Linked DNA regions of Pan troglodytes: region 1 is linked to region 2. A link is a contact called in public Hi-C data. All regions are on one chromosome and are shown on one strand. The core of a region is the stretch at or near the end of the contact, and the rest is flanking DNA. Distances in the headings are between cores, read along the strand shown.

Region 1 (5,842 bases), core at 1,518-4,017, 160 kb before region 2:
TTTTGCCATGTTGCCCATGGCTGGTCTTGAACTTCTAGGCTCAAGCAATCTGCCCACCTTGGCCTCCCAAAGTACTGGGATTAAATTTTAAAACGAGTGTAAATTGTTCTGCAAAACAACTTTGTTTTGTAGGACTACGTGTCACTTTAAATGTTGAAAATGTAGCATCCAAATTGAGATGTGCTTTGTGAAATGCCCCCTGGATTTCAGAGTTAGCACAAAAATAAGAATGCTCTCATGAGCCACCGCACCCAGCTAAACAATGCATTTCTGCCAATTTGAAAATTATGTGCTGGTAACAAATCAGGATTCCAGAAACATGCCCTCCTCCAGAGAGGACCACCATGGGCAGGGCTGAAGAGGGCTTCCCCTCGCGAGTCTCACTCACTGCAGTGAGCCCTTCGGTGAGTAGAACAGGACATTAACTGCTTGTGCTGTGCCAAGTGGCTTAGTCACACAGTGGCATAACCATGCTAGAACCTGGGTCTTCAGGCCATCCATACGTGTTCTTTCCAAGAATCATGCTGTGCCAAGCTCAGTGCCTGTCCCCAATGCCCGCTGGGGCTGTGGGTACCTATGTCTGTGTGAACCTCATGCTGCCTGGGCCCTATGAGATGCTCCCTGGCTGACCTCCTGCCCAGGGCTCACTCTATGGGCGTGGTCTCTGAGGATCAGGACCTTTCCCCATACACATCCCCATTTCCACTGACAATGGTGTCCCCAACCTCCGGTACCTGCAGTACGGTCAGAAAATAAAACTAGATTTAACTCAAACCCACTTCCTAGTGCAGAAATATAGAAATAGAATGTGATCTACATTTATCATTAAAAACATTCTAGTAGCCACGTTTTTTAAAAAAGGTTAAATGTTTCATTTAACTCAATATATCAAAAATACTTCAGTGTGAGGCCGGGCGCCGTGGCTCAGTCCTGAATCCCAGCACTTTGGGAGGCCGAGGTGGGTGGATCACCTGAGGTCAGGAGATAGAGATCATCCTGGCCAACATGGTGAAACCCCGACTCTACTAAAAATACAAAAATTAGCCGGGCATGGTGGCAGGCACCTGTAATTTCAGCTACTTGGGGGGCTGAGGCAGGAGAACCAGTTGAACCTGGGAGGCAGAAATTGCAGTGAGCCGAGATGACGCCACTGCACTCCAGCCTGGGCAATAGAGTGAGACTCTGTTTCAAAAAACAAACAAAAATTTCAGCATGTAATTCACAGTAAAGGAATGAGATAGTTTGGATTCGTTATTTTTGTGCTAACTCTGAAATCCAGGGGGTATTTCACAAAGCACATCTCAATTTGGACGCTACACTTTCAATATTTAAAGTGCCGCATAGTCCTACAAAACAAAGTTGTTTTGCAGAACAATTTACACTTGTTTTAAAATTAAAAATTAATTAAAATTATATACCACGAAAAATGTGATAATCAATAGCCACAGCTGGTTACCTATTCAGAAGCACGGGCCCTAGCAGCCTCTCCGTGCTGCAGGGATCTTTAGAGAAGCAGGCCTGGCGCGGTGGCTCAAGCCTATAATCCCAGCACTTCGGGAGGCCGAGACAAGTGGATCAGTTGAGGTCAGGAGTTCGAGACCAGCCTGGCCAACATGGTGAAACCTCGTCTCTACTAAAAATACAAAAATTATGCGGGCATGGTTGCACACATCTGTAATCCCAGCTAGGCTGAGTCAGGAGAATCGCCTGAACCTGGGGAGGTAGAGGTTGCAGTGAGCCGAGATTGCGCCACAGCACTCCAGGCTGGGCGACAAAGCGAGACTCCGTCTCAAAAACAAAAAACAAAAACCACGAAGCAGGCAGGTGACAAGAGCAAAGGAGCAACTTTGCTTGGGAATCTAGGGCACAACCCAGAACCTCCCAATCCGCAGAGAATGTTCCAGGTACTGGAAGGGTGGGCGGCGCACCCAGTCCGGTCCCTGGGGGCGGACTGGGTGGCCAGGCCGGAGCTGGCAGTCAGGGGAGCCTGGGCAGCGCCTCAGTCCCCTTGGGGCCTTGACTTCCAGGACGTGAGAACGCTGCCAGTCCTGCCTCGTGGGCCGGAGCCTAGCAGGCCCCGGTAAAGGAATCACTCTGTGGGTTACACCTGTCCTCCGCGGAACTGAAGCTGCCCGGGCTCCAGGCGTGGACAGCGCAGCCCAGTAAGTGAGCAGGCAGGGGCGAGCAGGGCGGAGCGGTGGGATTGGGCTGGGCGGGCGGGGTGGGGCGGGGCTGCAGAGTCCGCGCGGCAGTCCCCGCCACGGCCACCAGGGGGCGTACGTGCTTCGTGCTTCGGCACCCGCTCGCGGGCGGGAGTCTGGGTGGGGCGGGGTTGGCCGGGGCAGGGCGGTCCAAGTGGCCCGCGGGCGTGGACCCGGGAGGCCTCTGGCATCTGCCCCACCTGAGAGGTGGAAACCGGGCAGGGAGGGACGTAGATTCCTCATCGACGTGACCCTTGTAGGGAAAGAGCCCCCAAAACAGGGAGTTCGGTAGAGGCGCCAGAGCTGACATGGGCACTGCCGCAGTGCCAGCCACGGCCACCAAACTCTCCCAGCACGGCTGGGCGGCCAAGGCAGGGGTGACGACGAGAGGGGCGGCTCAGCCCACCTCCCCCGCTGATCTGTCGGGAAAGGAGGAAGAAGGGTCATGAAAGCCTCACACACCGCTAGGAGGGGGCATCCTGGAGGAGGGGGCATCCTGGAGCAGGGGCCTGGATCAGGACCCGGCTGGATGGGAAGGAGCTGGGTAAAGGGAGGGCACCCGGGTAGGGCGTGGCCCGGGCTGTGCGGGGAGCGGGGAGTGGACTCGGGGGGAGGGGTCAGCGTTCTGGCTGGCCCGGGGGCACGTGGCCGGGGGGCACGGTGGGAAGGGGGTGGGATGGTGGAGTGCTGGCTTGGGGCCAGGTCAGGCATCAGAGGCACAAAGTAAAGGATACAGAGAGAGGGGAAGGGAGAAAGGGAGAGACAGAGACCTGAAGCGGGAGGGCCGAACGGCAGGGCGGGAGGCGAGGATAGTGGGTGGGGCTCGGGCTGCAGGGCTGGAGCCTGGGGGATCTGGAGCACAGGGGCAGGAGGAAGGGACCGGAAGGATACCTGGGCCTGCAGGGCGTTCCCTGCGGAGATTGATTGAGTGAAGACTGCGACGTCCACCTTCAGGGCTCTCTCTAGCTCCCTCTTCCTGTCTCCTATCACTTGCTCTGGGGGAAGCCAGCGGGTTGTTTTGAGCTGCCCTCTCCTTTGGAGAGCCCCACCTGGCTGGGAACCGAAGCCCTGAACCAACAGCCAGCAAGAGCTGAGGCTTGGCGACCACCAGCGCGTGAGCCGGCTGTGGATGCCCGGACCCGGTGCAGCTGAGAATGGCTGCGGCAGGCCTCATCAGCGATCCTGAGCCGCAGCAGCCTGAGAGCAGCTTCCCGGGCTCCTGACCCTCGGAAACTGGGAAATAGATGGGAATGCGGGTTTGCTGCTTTAAGCTTCTAAGTTTTGGGTGTAATCCATTATGCAGCAATAGATACCTAATAGTCTGTGGTTTTTTGGAACCACTGTATTTTCCCCATACTGCTTATCTCTTAAGTAGTTTTATGTGAGATAGAAAAATAGGCCGGGCACAGTGGCTCACGCCTGTAATCCCAACACTTTAGGAGGCCAAGACAGGAGGATCACTTGAGCCCAGGAGTTCCAGACCAGCTTGAGTAACATAGGGAGACCCGTCTCTACAAAAAATGTAAAAATCAGCCCAGCGTGATGGCACACGTCTGTGGTCCCAACCACAAGAGAGGCTAAGGTGTGAGGGCCACTTGAGCCCAGGAGGTTAAGGCTTCAGTGAGCCAAGACTGTGACATTACACTCCAGTCTGGGCTGCAGAACGTGACCCTGTCTCAAAAAATAATAATTTGTAGCATATTTAAGGCACTGCTATAAATTTTTTAATTTTCTACTTATTACAACTAAACCTAATCTTAAATGATTCTATAATAAAGACTGGAAATAAGAATAGAATGGGAAATTCGTTTCCTATTCTTTCTGTCTGTCATTCTAGCTTTGACTTCCATTTGGAAGGCCACCTCATGGTTCAATACAGTGGCTGGAGCTCCAGAGAAAACGTGCTCATCTCTCAGCCGACAGCTACTTTTTTTTTTTTTTTTTTTTTTTTTTTTGAGACAGGGTCTCATCTGTCATCCAAGCTGGAGTGCAGTGGTGCGATCTTGGCTCACTGCAACCTCCACCTCCCAGGTTCAAGCGATTCTCCAGCCTCAGCCTCCAGAGTAGCTGGGATTACAGGCGCCCACCACCACACTCAGCTAATTTTTGTATGTTTAGTAGAGACAGGGTTTCACCATGTTGGCCAGGCTGATCTTGAACTCCTGATCTCAAGGGATCCACCCACCTCGGCCTCCAAAAGTGCTGGGATTACAGGCGTGAGCCACCACACACGGCCTGACAGTTCCTTTTAAGGAGTCTTGGAAGCCTCCTCCACGCTTCCACTTAAACCTCATGGGCCAAACTGAGCCACAGGCCCACACCCTGCTTAGGGGAAGTTGGGAAATGTACTTCTTCACCTGGGCACATTGCCCCCTTGAATAAAATTGGGGTTCTAGTGTAACGTGGACCTTGCATTTTTGGAACTTATTAGAACAAGTCAGCTCTTTAAAAAATTGTGAGACAATTGGGGAAATTTAAACAATAAGTAGTATGTTATGATATGAATAAATTATGATTTTTTTTTTTTAGAAAGGATCTCACTCCATTGCCCAGGCTGGAGTGCAGTGGCACAACCATAGCTCACTGCAGCCTCAATCTCTGTGGCTCAAGTGATCCTCCCACCTCAGCCTCCCAAGTAACTGGGACCACAGGCGCACACCACCATGCCCAGGTAATTATCTGGGGTTTTTTTAGATGTGAGGTCTAACCCTGTTGCCCAGACTGGTCTCAAACTCCTGAGCTCAAGCCATCCTCCTGCCTTGGCCTCCCAAAGTGTTAGGATTACAGGCGTGATCCGCCGCACCTGGTGATTATTTTTTTATAGGTGATAAAGGTATTGTGTTTTGTGATAAAGGTATTGTGTTTTATATGATATTGTGCATATGCATATATTTACTAGTGTATATGTTCAAAAATCACCTGTTGGAAATACTTACTGAATTTATGGATGAAATTATATGTCCAGATTTGTTTCAGAATAATCCAATAATGGGGTGGGAATGTAATAGAAGAAACAAGGTTAGCCATGTGTTAAAGCTGAATGACGGCTATGTGGCTATTCTTTATACCATTCTCTGTTTTAAATAGGTTATACATTTTTCATAATAAAAATTTCTTTAGTCTGTTTTTTTGTTTGTTGGTTTTTGAGATGAAGTCTCGCTCTGCTGCCCAGGCTGGAGTGCAATGGCACAATCTTGGCTCACTGCAACCTCCGCCTCCTGGGTTCAAGCAATTCTCCTGCCTCAGCCTCCCGAGTAGCTGGGAGTACAGGTGCGTACCACCCTACCCAGCTATTTTTTTTTTTTGTATTTTTAGTAGAGAATGGTTTAGCGAGAAGGGTTTCACCATGTTGGCCAGGCTGGTCTCAAACTCCTGACCTCAAGTGATCCACCCACCTCAGCTTCCCAAAGTGCTGAGATTATAGGCATGAGCCATTGCACCCGGCCTTTAGTCTGTTTTTAAGTAAAAGTCTTAAGGTCTATATTTGAAATTTTGCAATTCTAAAAAATCAGGATTCTGTTAATATTACTAAGGAATAGGAGAGGTTGGCTTTACCAACATATAGAACAGACTCTGTCACAGTGACCAGCAGCGGACTCCAGTCCTTAACTGGCAGGGATGGGCCAAATGCCCGGTGATCT
Region 2 (5,582 bases), core at 2,869-5,368:
TTATAATTTTTTTCTTTTGAGGTAAAATTTGCATATAGTGAAGTATACAAATCCAAGTATACATTCAATACATTTTAAAAATGTATATACTCATAAAACTCAAGATCTGGCCAGGCGCAGTGGCTCACACCTGTAATCTCAGCACTTTGGGAGGCTGAGGTGGGAGGATCACCTAAGGTCAGGAGTTTGAGACCAGCCTGGCCAATATGGTGAAACCCCATCTCTACTAAAAATACAAAATTAGCTGGGCATGGTGGTGCACCTCTGTAGTCCCAGCTACTCAGGAGACTGAGGCAGGAAAATCGCTTGAATCTGGGAGGCGGAGGTTGCAGTGAACCGAGATCACTCCACTGCACTCTGGCCTGGGTGAAGGAGCAAGACTCCGTCTCAAAAAAGGAGAGGAGACGGGAGGGGAGGGGAGGGGAAAGGAGAGGAAACTCAAGACCTATAACATCACTCCAGAAAGTCCTTTCATGTCCCTTCTCAGTCAATTCCCATCCTTACTTCTCAGCAATACCTAGAATTCTTCTTTTTTTCACCATACATTAGAGTTTTGCCTATTCTAGAGCTTTAAATAAATGGAATCATATAGTAAGTAGTAAATCATATAGTAATACTCTTTCACTTAAAACTTCTTTCACTTAGAATAATGTTTCTAGATTCATCCATGCTGCCACATGAACCAGTTGTTTTTTCCTTTTTGTTGCCAAGTAATATTCCATTGTTTGGATAAACCAGTTTGTTTACCTATTCTTCTATCTGATGGATACTTGGACTATTTCCAGTTTTAGGCTACTGTGCATAAAGCTGCTTGATTTGATTGATTTATAAATTTAATACAGTTCAAATAAAACTCTCAACATGGGATTTTGTGGAATTTGATTAACTGATCCCAGTATTTAAATAGAAGTGCAAATGGCCAAAAATAGCCAAAACAATTCATAAGATTTTAAGAATTTGAAGGCATTCATCCTACCACATATTAGTAATTACAAGGCTATACTCATTAAAGTTATATCTCCACTGATTAGAAGGATGAGATGAAATAAATAAATAAGCATAACTATAGTCATTAAACTAGTGTGGAACTGACTCAGGGATAGACAAATCAAAGCAACTGAATTGCAGATTTCATAAACATCCTCCTGTGTCAGAAAGACAAAAAAAGTATGGGCTATTAAATATATGATGCTGGTTATCCATATGGAAAAATAATGAAATTAGATCCTTACATACAAAAATAAATTACAGGTGGATTAAAGGCCAAAATGTAAAACAATAACCTCAATAAAACAATGAAAAACAAAAGAAAGCTTGTAATCCAGCACTTTGGAAGGACAAGGCAGGAGGACTGCTTGAGGCCAGGAGTTCAAGACTAGCCTGGGCACCATAGCAAGACTCCGTATCTACAAAAAAATTTAAAACCAGGCATGGTGCTGCACACCTGAGGTCCTAGCTACTCGGGAGGCTGAGGCAGGAGGATCACTTGAGACTAAGAGTTTGAGGCTGCAGAGAACTATGATTGCATCACTGCACTCCAGCCTGGGTGACAGAGTAAGATCCTATCTCTAATAAATAAATAAATAAATAAATAAATAAATAAATACCTTTAAAATTGAAAATTAAAAAATTATAACTTCTACAATAAACTACTATAGAATATTTTATAAAGTCAGAGTTAAGAAGAATTCCTTAAACAAGATCCTGAAAGGATAAACTAGAAGGTAAAAGATTAATAAATTTCACAATAATATAAATAAAAACCTTCATGAACAAAAAATAAATAAATGGGGGTGGGCAACAAACTGGGAGAAAATAATTACAATACATATTATTGGGAAAGGAATACAAAATATAGATCAATAATTTTTACAAATTGACATAAAAAAGACCAAAAAACTGAGTTGGGAAATGGGCAAAGGTATAAACAGGAAATAGGCAAAGAAAGAAAATTGAGACGTCAATAAAGATCCAAAATGGTGCTCTACTTTGTCTTACTGCACTCGTTGGAACCTCTAGCTCAAAAACACAAATTAAACCAACACTGAGATGCCATTTTATACCTACCAGATCTGCAAAAATGAAAAAGACTGGTAACACCGATGGTGAGAATGAGAAGTAACAGGCGCTACAGCATACTGCTTGTGGGGATGTAAATGAACAGGATTTGGAAAGACATTTAGCAATATCTAGTAAAGTTGAAAATGGACATCTTTGGCCCTCCAATTCCCCTCCTGGGTATATCCTCCAGTAGTACTTTTCAAGCTACAGCTAGTGTGACCTTTCAGTGACTCATGAGTGTATTTTTTTCTAATAAAATAGAACAGACTAGAACATATCACAGAGTATACAATTTGCAGTAGGGGTTAAGTATTATTTCATTAAAAATTGTAGTTTTGGCTATATGTGTACTCATTTATTCTGGGTCACAATGTAAAATGTATTACTGTGCTACATTGTCAAAACAGAAAAAATTACAAACAACCTGATTATCTACCAATATGTGAAATATTCAGGCTGGATGTGGTGGCTCTCGCCTGTAATCCCAACACTTTGGGAGGCTGGGGTAGGCAGATCACTCAAGGTCAGGAGTTCGAGACCAGCCTGGCCAACATGGTAAACCCCATCTCTACTAAAAATACAAAAATTAGCCAGGCATGGTGGTGTGTGCCTCTAGTCCCAGCTGCTCAGGAGGCTGAGGCAGGAGAATTGCTTGAACCCAGGAGGCAGAGGTTGCAGTGAGCCGAGATCGTGCCACTGCACTCCAGCCGGGGCAACAGAGTGAAACTCCATCTCAAAAAACAACGACAGAAAAAGAAATACTCAGATAATGAATGGAATACCATATAACAGTTAAAAACAGCCACATTATCAACATGGGTGAATCTCAGAAACATGTTGAATGAGATAAACATATTACAGAAACATAGTATCAGAGTGATACCATTAATATAAAATTTAACACATGCAAAACAATGCTAAATATTGTTTAATCATACAGACACATAATAGCAAATATAGACAAATGCAAGAGAATGACAAAGACCAAATCTAGAATACTGGTTACCCCAGTGGAGGGAGGGAGGGAAGGGAGCAGGATTAGAAAGAGTTCCACTGAGAATTTCAACCATATCTGTACTTTTTATTTCTTAAAAAACATTTGATGCAAACATGTGAAAGCAGTAATAACTGACAAAGCTGGGCAGTGGGTGCACATGCATTTGTTATGTCAATCTTGATACTTCTCTGTATGATTCAAATATTCAAGTATTTTCTACTTGCTGCACAATTTACCAAAACTATCACTCTCAAGATACTAATTATGTCTATAGACCACGTGAATCTTTCTCCACTTCTTTATTAACCTATCCTTTATCATTTCAAAGAAAATGAAATAATAAATCCAATTTTGTTTAAAAAGAAGTCCTCTAGGGCTAGGCCCAGTGGCTCACGCCTGTAATCCCAACACTTTGGGAGGCCAAGGCAGGAGGATCACTTGAGCCCTGGAGTTCAAGACCGGCCCTGGGCAACATGGCAAAACGGCATGTCTGCAAAAATTTAAAAAATTAGCTGGGCATGGTGGCGTGCACCTGTCCACGAGGATGAGGTGGGAGGATCACCTGAGCCCAAGGAGGTTGAGGCTGCAGTAAGCCATGATTGTACCACTGCACTCCAGTCTGGACAACAGAGTGAAACCCTGTCTCAAAAAAAACCAACAACAACAACAACAACAAACAACATACTGGTGATTGATACTAAAAGAGGTCAACCAACTTGAGATATTGTTTTTATTACTTGAAGATTTCGTTTAGTTGCACTACTCATAAACTTTTTTTTCTTGAAAATCAACAATAATCAGGGGCTGTCTGTGCTGCAGAGAATTAGAAGTGTTTCTGACGGGCAACACAATATAGTGAATGGTCATTTACCTTTTCTGGGTCACCTTTCAGATATGATGAATGCTACAGACCAGCTCCTCAGAAAAATCCCCACGCTGGTTAAGTGGAGTTGGGATTCCAACCCAGGAAGCCTGATTCCAGAGCCTGGGCAGGTAAGCCCTGTGCTCTGCTGCCTCTCGAAATTCCTTACCACACACAGCCCCTAGGCCCTGGGTGGTCTGACTCATGCCTGCTTCACAAGGCTCCAACCACACTGGCCTCCTTCCCATTTGCCATCTGCAAGTCCTTGCTTTCAATGTTTCTCAGTCTGAAATGCACTTCCCTTTGCTGACACCTAAATGCCTGTCAGTCACAACCTTCCTCCTCAGAGAAGCCTTCCCAGACCACCCAAACTAGCAGCAATCTGCTGTCCTTCTCTCTCCATTACCTTCCCGCATTATTTTATTCAGAGCATCCAATGCTTTCTCAAATTATTTTACTTTATTATTGGTAGCTCTCCCCCACCACTGGATGAAAGCTCCTTCAGAAACAAACTCTTTTTTCCCCCCAATAAGCCTTTTGCACTCCTAAGAAGCAAACTCTTGCCTGCCTTGTGCATAGTATCTACATAGGTTACATATATGTACTACACATTATAATTCCTCAATAATTGAATATTAAATGATCAAATGGTAAGTCATTTCTACCAGCTGTGTCTCACTTTCCACATGTGCCACACAAAGGGGTCAGATTAAAGTCTTTGCGTGGTCTTAACACTATGACAAAGCAGTACAGTAATACAGCAAAGCCATGTCTTAAAACCATCTTCCTTCATAGAAAAGCAGTGGACCTGGATTCATTATGTTAAGATGCCCTCTGCTGGGACACATAAGCATTTCACAAAATATATTTTACAAACATTTCATGTGTTTTGCCCCTAAGACTTATTTTTAAATTCACCACTCCGGAAATACACAGTGGACAGTAACTGACAGTAATAAAGTTGTTGTTCATTGCATCTGTCTTCCTCTTCTTAAATACAGCATATATTCAAAACATGTAGTATTTTGGCCACTCCTCATCATTAATTTCTTGTCTAGCTTTTCTAAATACCTTCTAAGATCAATATCTAATACCATACCCATTCAGGCATGGTTTATATGAAGTCTTTTCACCATGGTGCTAAATGTTCAATGTAAATAGGAAAGTGAAAGATATAAAATGTAGCCCAGCTTTAAGTCATTTAGTAGCCCAGAAAATTTTAAAACCTTAAATTGGATCCCTCTCCCTCTCCCCTACCCTCTCCCTCCCTCTCCCCCTCTCCCTCCCCCTTTCCCATCTCCACAGTCTCCCTCTCTTGGGGAGCCTGGACTGTACTGCCAAGATCTCGGCTCGCTGCAACCTCCCTGCCCTGGGCTCCGGTGATTCTCCTGCCTCGGCCTGCCGAGTGCCTGGGATTCCAGGCACATGCCGCCACTCCTGACTGGTTTTTGTATTTTTGGTGGAGACGGGGTTTCGCCGTGTTGACCGGGCTGGTCTCCAGCTCCTGGCCTCGGGTGATCTGCCCACCTTGGCCTCCCGAGGTGCTGGGATTGCAGACGGAGTCTCGCTCACTCAATGCTCAATGTTGCCCAGGCTGGAGTGCAGTGGCGTGATCTCGGCTCGCTACAACCTCCACCTCCCAGCCGCCTGCCTTGGCCTCCC

Evidence for each region. A called contact is a pair of places that touch in the nucleus more often than the background predicts.
Region 1: a contact with region 2 is called in a Hi-C map of induced pluripotent stem cells, with 1.7 times the contacts expected there. The contact joins two enhancer-like sites. A contact is called at or near these places in 4 of 7 Hi-C or Micro-C datasets (blood, induced pluripotent stem cells and stem cell-derived neural progenitor cells), 1 of 1 datasets of contacts at active chromatin or transcription factors (stem cell-derived excitatory neurons) and 1 of 1 other capture datasets (stem cell-derived neural stem cells).

The regions. Positions count from the first base shown.
Region 1 is chr6:145,184,031-145,189,872 of NHGRI_mPanTro3-v2.0_pri, reverse strand. No RefSeq gene overlaps it. Among named protein-coding and RNA genes, the nearest start is that of MIR183, 54 kb to the right of the region's middle. Within about 2 kb of position 2,767, at least 17 of the 24 cell types and tissues checked have an H3K27ac peak or open chromatin away from gene starts, as enhancers often do. A contact at or near this core is called in induced pluripotent stem cells and stem cell-derived neural stem cells, where this site is marked.
Region 2 is chr6:145,022,192-145,027,773 of NHGRI_mPanTro3-v2.0_pri, reverse strand. All of the region lies in intron 2 of NRF1 (nuclear respiratory factor 1), which reads right to left. Among named protein-coding and RNA genes, the nearest start is that of NRF1, 55 kb to the right of the region's middle. Within about 2 kb of position 4,118, at least 3 of the 24 cell types and tissues checked have an H3K27ac peak or open chromatin away from gene starts, as enhancers often do. A contact at or near this core is called in induced pluripotent stem cells and stem cell-derived neural stem cells, where this site is marked.